Linked DNA regions of Mus musculus: region 2 is linked to region 1. Evidence: chromatin contacts called from public ChIA-PET data. All regions are on one chromosome and are shown on one strand. The core of a region is the stretch at or near the end of the contact, and the rest is flanking DNA. Distances in the headings are between cores, read along the strand shown. Region 1 holds the start of Agtpbp1 (ATP/GTP binding protein 1). Region 2 overlaps Golm1 (golgi membrane protein 1).

Region 1 (5,814 bases), core at 1,127-3,626:
GACCTTTTACATCTAAATCCATTCCATTGTGTGCCATATAAGGGTTATTTCTCCCATCTCCCAGCTTGGCCACATTTATTTAGGTTCGGCTCAAGTTCTTCATCCTGAATTTCTGCTCCTCGGCCTATTTGTAGGAAATTCTTCAGCCTGACACAGGGCAGTTGCTAGACATTTCATCCAGTGAAGTTATTTGCTTTATTTCCCCAAAGATCTCCAGATGATTGCCTCTGACCTATATAGGTGTTCAGTAAATTGTTGATTGTTGAATATGGCGAAGAGCTATAACAGTCTTGCAATTCCGGAGGACCCACCAGGTTTCAGAAATCCAGGACCGAACTGCTGTCCCAACATTTATGCTCCCCACGGAAACCGTACTTTTGGAGAGGTCCATGGATATTCTAGATCTTTCAGCTACAGTTTCATTATTAAGTTTGTTGCATTTTGTAAGCCACAGTATTAAAGATTTAAGAGGTAAAGAAATCAAGAGAGATGGAGCCATGCTCTCTACCACTAAAGCCGAAATAAGTGAAGTTGTACAGAATCTCTGAGTTGCCAGGCTGAGGTGTGCCAGTTAAGCGATCTAGACTGACCTACATCTGATGACTCTTTTTTACAAGTTATTTTTGTGGCAGTTGGTATTGAACTGGGGCCCCAGTGCAAAGCATGTATCCGGTCACTGAGTCATGCTTCCCTCTAGTCATTAGTTTATTGCCACACAATGAGTGAGGTTTCAAAATCATTTGAATTCCACTACTGTTCAGGTAGGTTGGAAGCAGGCCTCTGGGGAGAAGGGAAGTGGAGGCGTACAAGATTGAGCTGAGCCTTCAAAGGAGTGGCTCTGGGAGAGAAGGTGTCTAACAGCATGGCGATGGAGGGAGATCTTGGAGGACCCTTGCTCCTGCACAGTGCTCTGGCTGAGGGTTTGGAGACAGCTGGAGCAGTGTGGTGCTCAGAGAAGTAGCCAGCTAATTCCCGAGTGCTCAAACCCTTGTGCTTCCATGCTTTTAAGTTATGGTCCTTGAGGCTGGGAACTCCCATGGGTCTGATAAGAGCTGGAGCCCAATCCTTCTCCAGGTGAGAAGGTTCTCACACTTGCTAAAGGTGCCATTCATCTGCAAGTTGTGTGTTTGCAATAACTTCAAAGCCAATGACGCTGTGGGTTACCCGGCTGTATGGGCCAATCTTCTGAGCCTTTGTTCTGACCATTAACCATACTTTGCTAAAGAGGAATTCAATTTATATGTATTTCTAGATTGCAAGTTGATTTAGAAACACGTTCTTTGAATAATGTCTCATGAATTTTGAACTACTAAATGTTCTTAGACAATCGTTTTCATTTTGGGGAGTTTGTGGTGGAGAGTGGTTTAAAGGTATTTTAAATACTTGAATCTATCATTATGTGCACATGTGTTATAGGTATGGGGAAAACCAACATTTATAAAATGGCAGTCTTTTGTTCCTCTCAGTAAAGACATCTGCCAAGAGCAAGTAGCATGAAGCACTGTTTCACACCTTGAATACGTTTTTTGAATTACCTCCACAAACCTGCTTGAACGAAACATAAGAACAAAATAAAAACCCCACAGGGCTCAGTTTAGTCCCCTATCATGCTGTGATAATTTTACATCCCTTACCAACCACCATAAACAGGGAGCATGGTCGATGCTCCTTAAAAAGGCAAATGATGTCTTTATTAACAATGTATCTCAGAGTATTTAAACACAGTCAAAACACAAGCATGCTCCCTACTTCTCCCCCACTGTTTTTTGCCTTTAGCTTCTGCACCAAGGTTTTCCATAACATCGTTTTGAAATGAATGGGCATGACATTTTGTTCGCAGTACCATCAGATAATCTCATTTACCTGGATAAATGGGCCATGCGCCACAGCCTTCACAGCCTGTTCTGGGTCAACTTGGGGTCAGGAAGGACTAGCCTCACTGTTTCCCAAGGTTTGATGGGATTTGGGAGCTACGCCCCCGGTTGGGAAGGAAAAAAGAAGGCGATTTGATGAACGTGTCGATCTGCTAGCGGGCTAACACGTTTACACTGGCCCACGACCCACAGGAACCCAAAGGTAAGGGCGCGCACCGCCGGTTGCCCACGCCAGAGTGGAGTCCTTTCCCTACTCCGCCCCACCCTGCCCCGCCCGCCCCGCCCCGCCCCTCCTCGCCCCGCCCCGCCTCTTGGTACCCACCCGACCTTGCGCACGCGCAGCTTGTCTTCCCTCCAGGCGTGCCGCCCCCGCCGGCGGGCACGCGCCCCGCGGGCCCCCCCCCCCCCCGACGTCCCGCCCTTCCCTGGAAGCGCCCTTCCCCCACGCGCACGCGCCCTACCGGGCGCACGCGAGCCGGCCCTCGGAGCCGTGAGTTGGGCGGGGCGCCGCGCTGACGTTGCCCGGGATGCGGGCATGTTCCGCGGCCGTCTTCGCCGCCTCCGCCTCTCCTGCCACCCGGGTTTGTATGAAAACGGCGGGCCGCGGGCGGCGGACGGCGGGAGAAGGGCGGCGGGCGGCGAGGAACCGCCGTGCGCCCCGGGAGTCCCGGGCGCGGAGGCCGAGCGCAGCGCCCAAGCCGAGCCGGTGAGCGTCCCCGCCGCCCGCGCGTCCCGCTCGCCGGCTCCCGGCGGCTCCTCGGTTCACTTGGCGGAGGCGAAGCGCGCTGCCAGGCGGCGAGGCGGGCAGTCGAGCGAGCCGGGGCGGTCGTCGCCCCGTGCACTCTCCTCCGCGCTCCGCTGCCCGCCACTCCCTGGCCTCCGCCCTGCCGCGCCCCGGGACCCTTTGATTGGCTGCTCCCTGACAGTTTAGCGCCGTGGACGGCAGTTTCAACACCTCCCCGGGTGGTCGGGGTGGACGTTGACTGTGTATGCTGGTCCGTGGATGATGCAGGTCTCGCACGGCGTGTGAGGTAACGACGGCGATCCCGCTGGCATGGCAGGCTGTCTGTGGCAAGCCCTCTCCAGGTGTTCGGAATGGTAACGGTGCCCATCAGGTACCCGGCAGTTCGCAGTCCACAGAGTCGAGTGGCTCTCCCGAGCGCTCGCTCTTCCTTGGCCAGCTTCTGACTTATTCTCACAGTTCTCCTTGCTTCCCTGAGAGAGGAAGTTATTTTTGTAATTGTGTTTTGGAAATGTTTCTGGTTTCGTTGGCTGCAGAAGAAATGATTTATTTAAGGCACTTTGAACGGTACGGATTTTAAAACAGGCCAGATGTCAAAACCAAAGTCCTGGAGATCTGTAATCAGATCCCTCTAATGGGCCGCACTTTGGCGATGCCTTAGTCCACCCGAGTTTCTCCTGGTTTGCTTGGTTTCTCGTTCTCCCGAGTCACATTCTACAATGGAGTTACACTGTCATTTTGAATGACCATAGAGTTTTGCCTTGAATTGATGGATCAGTGTTTAAAATTGTAATCTCTGTTGGACTCTGAAACAGACCCCTTATGTGTTTGACCAACATGACATAAATGTCAAATATATTAACGTAATTTAACCTTCTGTGGTATTTTTAGTTTCTTAAGATTTATACGCATATGCATATGTATATATACATATGTGTGTGTGCCTGTGTGTGCATGTGTGTGTGCACCATGTGTGTACCTGAGGAGGTCAGAAGAATGTGTCAGATTCACTGGAATTGGAGTTACATATGGTTGTGAGCCACCATGTGGATGCTTGGAATCAGACCCACCCAGGTTCTCCGAAAGAACGGCCCTTAATCATTGAGCCATCTCTCCAGCCCAGTGGTAGCAATTTTTAAATAAAGGTTTTCCAATTGATTTGGCTCAAGGGTTACCCCTTATTTCTTTTACATGTGTGTATAGATCAGAGCACTTTTGAGTTTTGGTTCTCTTTTCGACCTTGTGGTGCAGGTGATGGAAGGAGAGTGGTCATGGCCATGAGCCGGTGCTTGCAGAACCATCTTGCTCTCTCCCTTGAAGCATCCTCTTTAGAAAAGTCTGGCGGCAGTGCCGTGTAATGATTAACCCTGCATTAGTTAGAGGTAAAAGCTGCAAGGGCGTGAACTATTTTAATTTGTATGGCATCCTAAAGTTTGGATTTTGCCTTTTTAGCTTCCTCCTCAGTAGTCATCTTCAGAGTCTGCTCTTCTTGCTTGATGCCCTCAGCTCTGAGTTCAGATAGGAGGAAACGGTGACTGGTGATCCTCTGCACATCCCTTAGGATCGTAACTTGAGCAGCGGATATCGGTGCACATGCCGGAGAGGGTTGAGGGTGGGTGCTGTGTGTTAGACCTCATGTCACTGCAGGTCACAGTGCCTGGCTGTAGTGTCGCAGTGGCTGAGGAGTTGGGGCTCGGCCAGAGTGGCTGAGTTTGTGTCCTGGCTTGCTGCAGGCAAGCTGTTTATTCTCTGGATGCAGTTCTGTCCTTGCCCAAAATGGAGATGATGGTGCTTGTGCACTTAGGGTGATCTCATGAAGTTAACACGAGTGTGGCGCTTGTCCACAGAGCATGGCTCACGGGAAGTGCTCAGTAGGCATAACTGTTGCTGCTACTGATCGCCCTCGGTGTAAGTGGCTGAAGGGAGACTTCAGACTGAGCAGTGTTAGCACAGATCAGTCCCTAGGACCCACTTCCTTGTTTGAGGCTGAGAGAGTGTAGCCTCACTGCCCTTTGATGGAAACGTACATGTTTTAAATAGAACAGGTACGCCCTGAGCTGTGTTCCCTTTTAAATAGAACAGGTACGCCCTGAGCTGCGTTCCCTGGGATGGTGCTGGAGAGCTGAGTATCCTCGCTTGCCTGGCCTCTCTGACAGAATCTTGGCTGTCTCCCTCTTGGTGGTGGCTGAAATTTTACTAACCTATCTTCCAGGTTCTCAGTGACAATGTTGCTCTGGGAGTTAGAATTACAAAGTAATTTTTATCGATACATTATTTTGTCTTTATTTTGTATTTTTATCTTTTTAAAGATTTGTATTTCATATGCATTGGTGTTTTGACAGCATGTATGTCTGTGTGAGGGTGTCAGATCCCCTGGAACTGGAGTAGACAGTTGTGGGTGCTGGGAATTGAACTCAGGTCCTCTGAAGAGCAGCCAGTGCTCTTAACTGCGGAGCCACATCTCCAGCCCCTATTTTGTCTTTATTGACGTTACATAAAATGTTTTGGTTTGCTATTGTGCTCATTTTCATCTTTTATGTAATTCTCCTAAAAAAAAATAGGTCTCCCCTCACCCCCATTAGTAATTTTATTGTCTTGGTTCTTGGTTTGCAGGGACTTGATGTAACTAACACATCTCTTACCTGATATTCTTGGACCAAGAGTGTTTTAGGTCTTGGAATATTTTCATGTCTAATGAGATACATGATTTTATAAACGTTTTTAGCGTGCCTACATTTGGGGTGCAGTATGTGAGGTGAGGTCAGCCGTGACTGTGTCTGTGGAGTCCTGCTAGTGTTCAGAAGGTTTGGGACATTGGGATTTTATATTAGAGTTGCACAGCTGCTTTTAAAATCCGTTCATAAATCAGATATTTAAAAACTCAATCTCAGGACTCTTTACATCCTTAGAAATCATATTACATATCAATATAAACAACACATTTTTAAGTGATAACCAAAACAGACCACCTGCAGACCTAGTGAGAAGAGTGGTAGTGTTTCACATTTTTCTAAGTTTCCCATGCCCGTTTTCAAAACTCTCCTCTCTCCTTTCCCTCCCTTCCTCACCACCCCCAACCCCAAAATCTTTAGTGTCAGAAGGTACAAACAGCTAGGTTATTTCCACATTTAGTCTATTGCAATATCTTGTTTAGGTCGAAGTGCATGCATGGAGGGGATCCAGCCAGATGCAGCTAAT
Region 2 (5,814 bases), core at 1,787-4,286, 99 kb before region 1:
TGTCTCAGTAGCAGAGCAACTGCTGAGTCTGCTGGGTCCCAGGCTCAGTGACAAGTCTTCAGAAAGTAAATCCCACAGTACGCTTTTGTTGCATAAGAATCATTCATTTTGAAGAACCCATATTAAAAGAACCGTATGCTGCTTGTGTAATATCACAGCATTCTTGTGTTAATTTGTTTTCTCAGTTACCCACAGAGGGCCTCCATTCCCCACAGAGGGCCTCCACTCCCCACAGAGGGCCTCCATTCCTCACAGAGGGCCTCCATTCCTCACAGAGGGCCTCTATTCCCCACAGAGGGTCTCCATTCCCCACAGAGGGCCTCCATTCCCCACAGAGAGCCTCCATTCCCCACAGAGGGCCTCCATTCCTCACAGAGGAACTCCATTCCCCACAGAGGGTCTCCATTCCCCACAGAGGGTCTCCATTCCCCACAGAGGGCCTCCATTCCCCACAGAGGGCCTCCATTCCCCACAGAGGACCTCCATTCTTCACAGAGGGCCTCCATTCCCCACAGAGGGTCTCCATTCCTCACAGAGGGCCTCCATTCCTCACAGAGGGCCTCCATTCCTCACAGAGGACCTCCATTCCTCACAGACGGCCTCCACTCCCCACAGAGGGTCTCCATTCCCCACAGAGGGTCTCCATTCCCCACAGAGTGCCTCCATTCCCCACAGAGGGCGGCCATTCCCCACAGAGGGCGGCCATTCCCCAGAGTGAGTCACCATCTTGGTCCATTTAAACCTTTCAAGCTGACTGGGTATAAATGTTTCAAGCAGTGTCTATGTGGTCCAGATTTTTCAGTGCATCTACAGTTTCATGTCATTGTAAAATACGGAATTTTCCAAAGGCTCTCTTTTATTCTCAAACATCAAACTCTGTTGTCTCAGCCTTCACGAGGACACACCTCATCAACAAACACAGTGATTTTCATTCACCCTCCACGTCTCAGGCCCAGGCTCCAGTCCAGGCTCCAGCCTGTGTGGTGGCCACCCACTCAGGGGACTATTCTGCATCTAATTCAGGTGAATGGACACAGGCACACACACCCTGGTTTCGGTCCCTACATCTCAGGTTACTTGGAAGTGGTGGTTAGATCCCCGTAGAACATGCTTTGTGGAAGTGGCTTGTTTTTCCTATACCCGTGTGGCCTGGAGTTCCCAAAGGCTTTGCTGGCAGTCATCTGAGGACTCCGCCATGTGTCTATTAACCGCACTTGTCACCTGAGAGCTCACTTGGCTGCGACAGCAGAACTTCTTCATCTTTCCCACACACCTGCCTGACTTCCTTTCACTGGCCAGGTGCCAAGAGGAAGACTTTAGGCCCATGTCTGCTAGGTCCGCCGTAACAAATGACCACAGTGTAAACAGCTTAAACCCGGAGAGTTCACCCTTTCCCATCTCACCAGGCCAGCGGCTCTCATTCGTTAGTGGAATTTTGTTTTTCTTAAAAAATGTATTTATGTGTATGTGTGTATGTGTCTCTGTGAGTATAGTGCGCACGTGTGTGCAGAGCAGATGCCACAAGAGTGCTTGTGGAGACCTCCTCTGTTGCTGTCCTCTGCTTATACCTTAGAGGCAGGGTCTCTCCTATCCTGGACCTGTGATTTGTCAGTTAGACTGAAGATCAATCAGCTGCCGCAGTCCTCCTGTCTGCCACGTGGCTGTGGCTGTTGCTGCAGTCCTCCTGTCTGTCATGTGGCTGTTGGGACCTGAGCTTGCACAGCAAGTCCTCTCCACTGCTACCCATCTCTCCAGCCTCATGGTTTGGAGGTAGTCTGACCTGAAACTTACTATGTGGCCCAGGTTGGTCCTAAACTCACAGCAATCCTCCTTCCTCAGAATCCCAAATACGAAGATTAGCGGCAAAAGCCATTATTCCCAACTCCTTATTTTCCTTTAACAGGTGCATATATGGGTACATATAAAACAAATTTGTCTTTATTTGGTTTTATTCATTAATTTACTTATCTTTAGACTTGGGATGTGGTCCTCCAGTCAGCCTCTGGAGTGTTAGAATTGTAGGTGTGAGCCTGTACGCTGCTTAAAACACATTTCTAAAGGTTTGAAACTTGGGGGTTTTAATTATTGACAGAATCCCATAAATATTCACTTGTGTGGCTCTGCATTATCTCCTAAGGTTGGAGTTCATTCTGTTATGTTTCTGTCAGAAGGCTGATTTGAGGTCTGGAGATGTCCTGCGGGTCCTGGGTCGGGGCAGGGTATTTACTGTTTGGCCCACCTAGAGGAAGAGGTGGGGAGATCCTTGGCTACTCAGTAGCACTGTTGGGACAAATGCAGAGCTTCCTGCCCATGTTTGCTTGCCAAACCTTAGTCAGAAATAGCTTCCGTCAATGTCTGTGGCATCCTCTGCTTGGCTGGTTCCTGGCAGCTGTGTGTCTGCCTTGACTTTTATACTTTTTGTGTGAGTTAATTTGCCTTGCGGGACACAAAGAAAATCCTTAGAGTGCATTTCCTTTGTGATGGAAATAAAGTTCCCGGGTCAGAAAGGACTGAACGGAAGATGTGAGGGGGATGGAGAAGAAGCTACAGAGGCCTGTTCCTTGCTTTGTGTGCAAGAGGAGCTCCCAGATGAACAGCTGCCTGCTGGTGGAGCCTGGGTTTGATTCCAGCCATGCAAATTCAGGAGCAGTGGATAGGTGGAAGGAAGGACGGGGCCTCTGGCTGGGTGATCCTCACTTACCCTAGGGTGCACTGAGGTGCTGTCAGCTTCCTGGTTTCTCCCCGAGTGACTATTCCTGGGGTGACTGAAAGCTTGTCTACTTGCCCCAGATAGGGAACCAGCAAGAAACCCAAACAGATACCCCCCAAGTCCACCGTGGTGAACCAGTGAGTTTTATTGGGGTTGCTTAAAGGAACAGGAAGTGATCCAGACAGATTTGCTTCTGTGGGGGGAAACCACTAACCCACGTGGTTAGTGCATCTTACTCGGAATGACTGTGGACCGTGGAATTGAGCCTCCCAGACGTGGTATGCAAGAAGGAAGGCTGCAGAGTGTGGAGAGGGAGCTCAGGGTTCTACGTCCAGATCAGCAGGCAGCAGGAAATGAACTGTGAGCTTCAGAGACCTCAGAGCCCACACTCTAGGGACACGCTTCCTTCAGCAAGGCCACACCTCCTAACAGTGCCACTCCCAATGGCCAAGCATTCACACACACACACACACACACACACACACACACACACACCAGTCTATGGGGGCCGTACCTATCTAAAGGAGTGCAGGGTCCCACGTGACATGCTCAAAGTTCCCTTTACACTTTCTAACCTAATACCATAAAGTAAGCGTGGAGGGAAAGCACCCCAGCAACCCTCTTCTTGATGCTATTTTCCCTTTGGTTTTGGCACGTTGGTGTCTACAGTTACTTGGGGTTTAGAACCCATGGTGGATCCATTGCCTTCCTCAGGCTGTGGCAGAGGTGACAAAGTGCTTATCTGGCTCACGGTTAAAGGCCAGTCCATCATGGCGGCTGTCACGTGGCCAGGCCTTGATGTTTCAGTTTACCCCATGGAGATGCTTCCTCCTAGACGTGCGTGCCCAGAGGTTTGTCTCTTAGGTGATTTCAGATCCTCTGCACTCGACAGGTAGGGTTAGCCGTCACAAGTGGGATCATTAGGAGTGATGGTCATGGCCCTGGTAACTTGCCATGAAACTCTGACCTCCAGGCAGGGCGTGACCACTGCCATCTTGAAACCCACACCTGCTTAACATTGAACTGACCCCTCCCATTGACTTATAGACAGCCGCAAAGGCTCCTTGGCTGCTCACAGGCAGCTCACGAGGCAGGCACTGAATGCACGAGGGCCACTCACGGCTGTGTGAGTGGTTAGTTAACAGCTAACTGTGGCGGGTGGGGAGCCTCTTCTGTAGTGGTGTACCTGCCTTAAGTTGTCCGTGCCCTTGCACGTAGCCCTTATCCCTGATTCCTAAGTAACTCAGTTAAGCTCACTGGTTTACTACTCTAGACTTGGAATAAGTTAGTCTGCCACTGGTATTCTATCTGGGATGGACAGTTTTGGGCAAATGTCCTTGGGGACGTTCACCAGCTTGTCTAACTAGCTCAGGAGCAGATCACTTGGGTGCAAGTGTCACCTCCTGAACAGGAGACAAGATATATGGACAAGATTCCCATTTGGGTACAATACAATGTGGCCACGCCAGGGGCTCTGTGCAGGGATTCTTTAATCATCTGTGTCCTAGTCGTGAAGTCCCTTGAGGCTGAAAACCTATGGCCACAGGCCTCCAGCCCACAGATGGCTTGTCTCCTGGATGGCCAAAGCTAGCCAGAAAGAGTTCAGAATTGTTGGTGCCAGCATGCTCTCTTTCAGAGACAGAGCTGAGATTCCCTGTCTTAGCGGCTTCCTTGCTGTGGTGGTAGATGGAGCTGTGGTGCTAGAACTGACCCTCGGCCTCTACCCTCAGCACCAGAGCTATGGTCTTGAACAGTGTCTAGCAAGGGGATGTGGAGAGGAGCCAAGGAGGTGCTGGGTGTGCCACAGGAGTGTGCATTGCGTCAAGGGCGAGGACAGAGGAGGCTGTGGTTTGATTTCAGTTCACTTACAAGTGAGGCATCAGTGAGTGTTCTGGGGTCCTCCATGCCTGGCTTGCTTGGGGCCCCCTGGGAATTCTCTTTAACCCAAGTTACCTGTAGAGGCATGCAGTGGGCCAAGAGCCTGGGAGACATTTGTGATCCCCTGTTCTCTTTCTTTTGACAGGGCCTTAGAGGTCCACAGGTGGACCAGGAAAGCCCAGGCAGGTTCCCCGAGATGGTAGCTTCTTGTTTGCAGAGGACATTGCAAGGAGAAACATCAGGAGGGCTCCAGGGCAGGTACATAAACAGGACCAGTAAGGGAAAGGGGCGGCCCCTTATGAAACACCAAGTGTATGGACTATTACTTTCTCTTTCTCCGAGGCCTAGTCTCTTTCGGAGTCATTCAACTCTTCTCCCAGGAAATGGACTTTGCAACCCCCAGAAAACTGCCATCATCACATTGCCTGCCCTCCCTCTGTCCCTCCCTCCGTCCCTCCCTCCTATCACCAGCACCTGCACAGTCCCTTTTCTGGAGATTCTTAGTTTCCCAGCAGCCAGTTTGGCTTATGGCTCACTTTCCACAGGGTTCTCCCTTACCTTGGGGATGGGGACTCCTTGCAGCCCTTAGTCTGCAAAAAAGATCCTAGGGTGCATGAAGAGTGCCCTGGCCTTCCGCTGAGCTGGGCCTTCCTGCTCAGCCTAGCTGTGAAGGTGGAAGGGTATTGCTCTCCTCCATCAAAGGTTCAGGGTGCTCTGGCCGGAGCTGCTTTGGTTGGGTGGCCAGCCCGTATGCATCAGGCATTTCCTCCACAGATGGCGTCGAGCTTCAGCCATTTCCTCTGCCCTTGACTTGTTGGAGGCAGTACTCAGCCACCGAACCACAGCTCAAATGCCGAGTGCCTTTATTTGCTGCCTGAAGCTGGAGTGTAGATAGATTGTTGCCGCGCCCCTCAGTGCTTGTTCACTTGGACATCTCATGCACACCTGTGCAGGGCCACCTGTCAGAGGATCACCGTGCTTTTCCAGTTGTCTGTCTCCCCACCTCTCAGCAGAGCCAGAGTTCAGCACCTTGGTGTTTAGAACAGTAGCTGGATAGAGGTAAAGGGGTGGTGTGGTCATGAAGGCCAGAGGTTTTCAGTTTAAGGAGCATGTGGGGAGGGTGGGTTTGTAGGCAGAGCTGGTTTAGGCCAACATTCCCCGTGAGGAACCTCTTTGGCTACAGCTATGGAGGAGAGGCAGGCCTTCCCTGCTCGTGGCATGGTTTG

The links. ChIA-PET counts read pairs in DNA pulled down with a chosen protein or histone mark.
Region 2: an RNA polymerase II ChIA-PET map of memory CD8 T cells shows a contact between it and region 1, with 220 read pairs. The contact joins the enhancer-like site here to the promoter of Agtpbp1 in region 1. A contact is called at or near these places in 1 of 484 Hi-C or Micro-C datasets (nephron progenitors), 4 of 115 datasets of contacts at active chromatin or transcription factors (effector CD8 T cells, embryonic stem cells and memory CD8 T cells) and 3 of 9 other capture datasets (adipose tissue, liver and pancreatic islet).

What each region holds. Positions count from the first base shown.
Region 1 is chr13:59,553,864-59,559,677 of GRCm38.p6, reverse strand. Agtpbp1 (ATP/GTP binding protein 1) reads left to right here and starts at 2,376. Exons shown (of 26, transcript NM_001377097.1): 1 at 2,376-2,580.
Region 2 is chr13:59,653,828-59,659,641 of GRCm38.p6, reverse strand. All of the region lies in intron 3 of Golm1 (golgi membrane protein 1), which reads left to right. Among named protein-coding and RNA genes, the nearest start is that of Golm1, 19 kb to the left of the region's middle. Within about 2 kb of position 3,036, at least 139 of the 459 cell types and tissues checked have an H3K27ac peak or open chromatin away from gene starts, as enhancers often do. A contact at or near this core is called in effector CD8 T cells, embryonic stem cells, liver and 1 more, where this site is marked.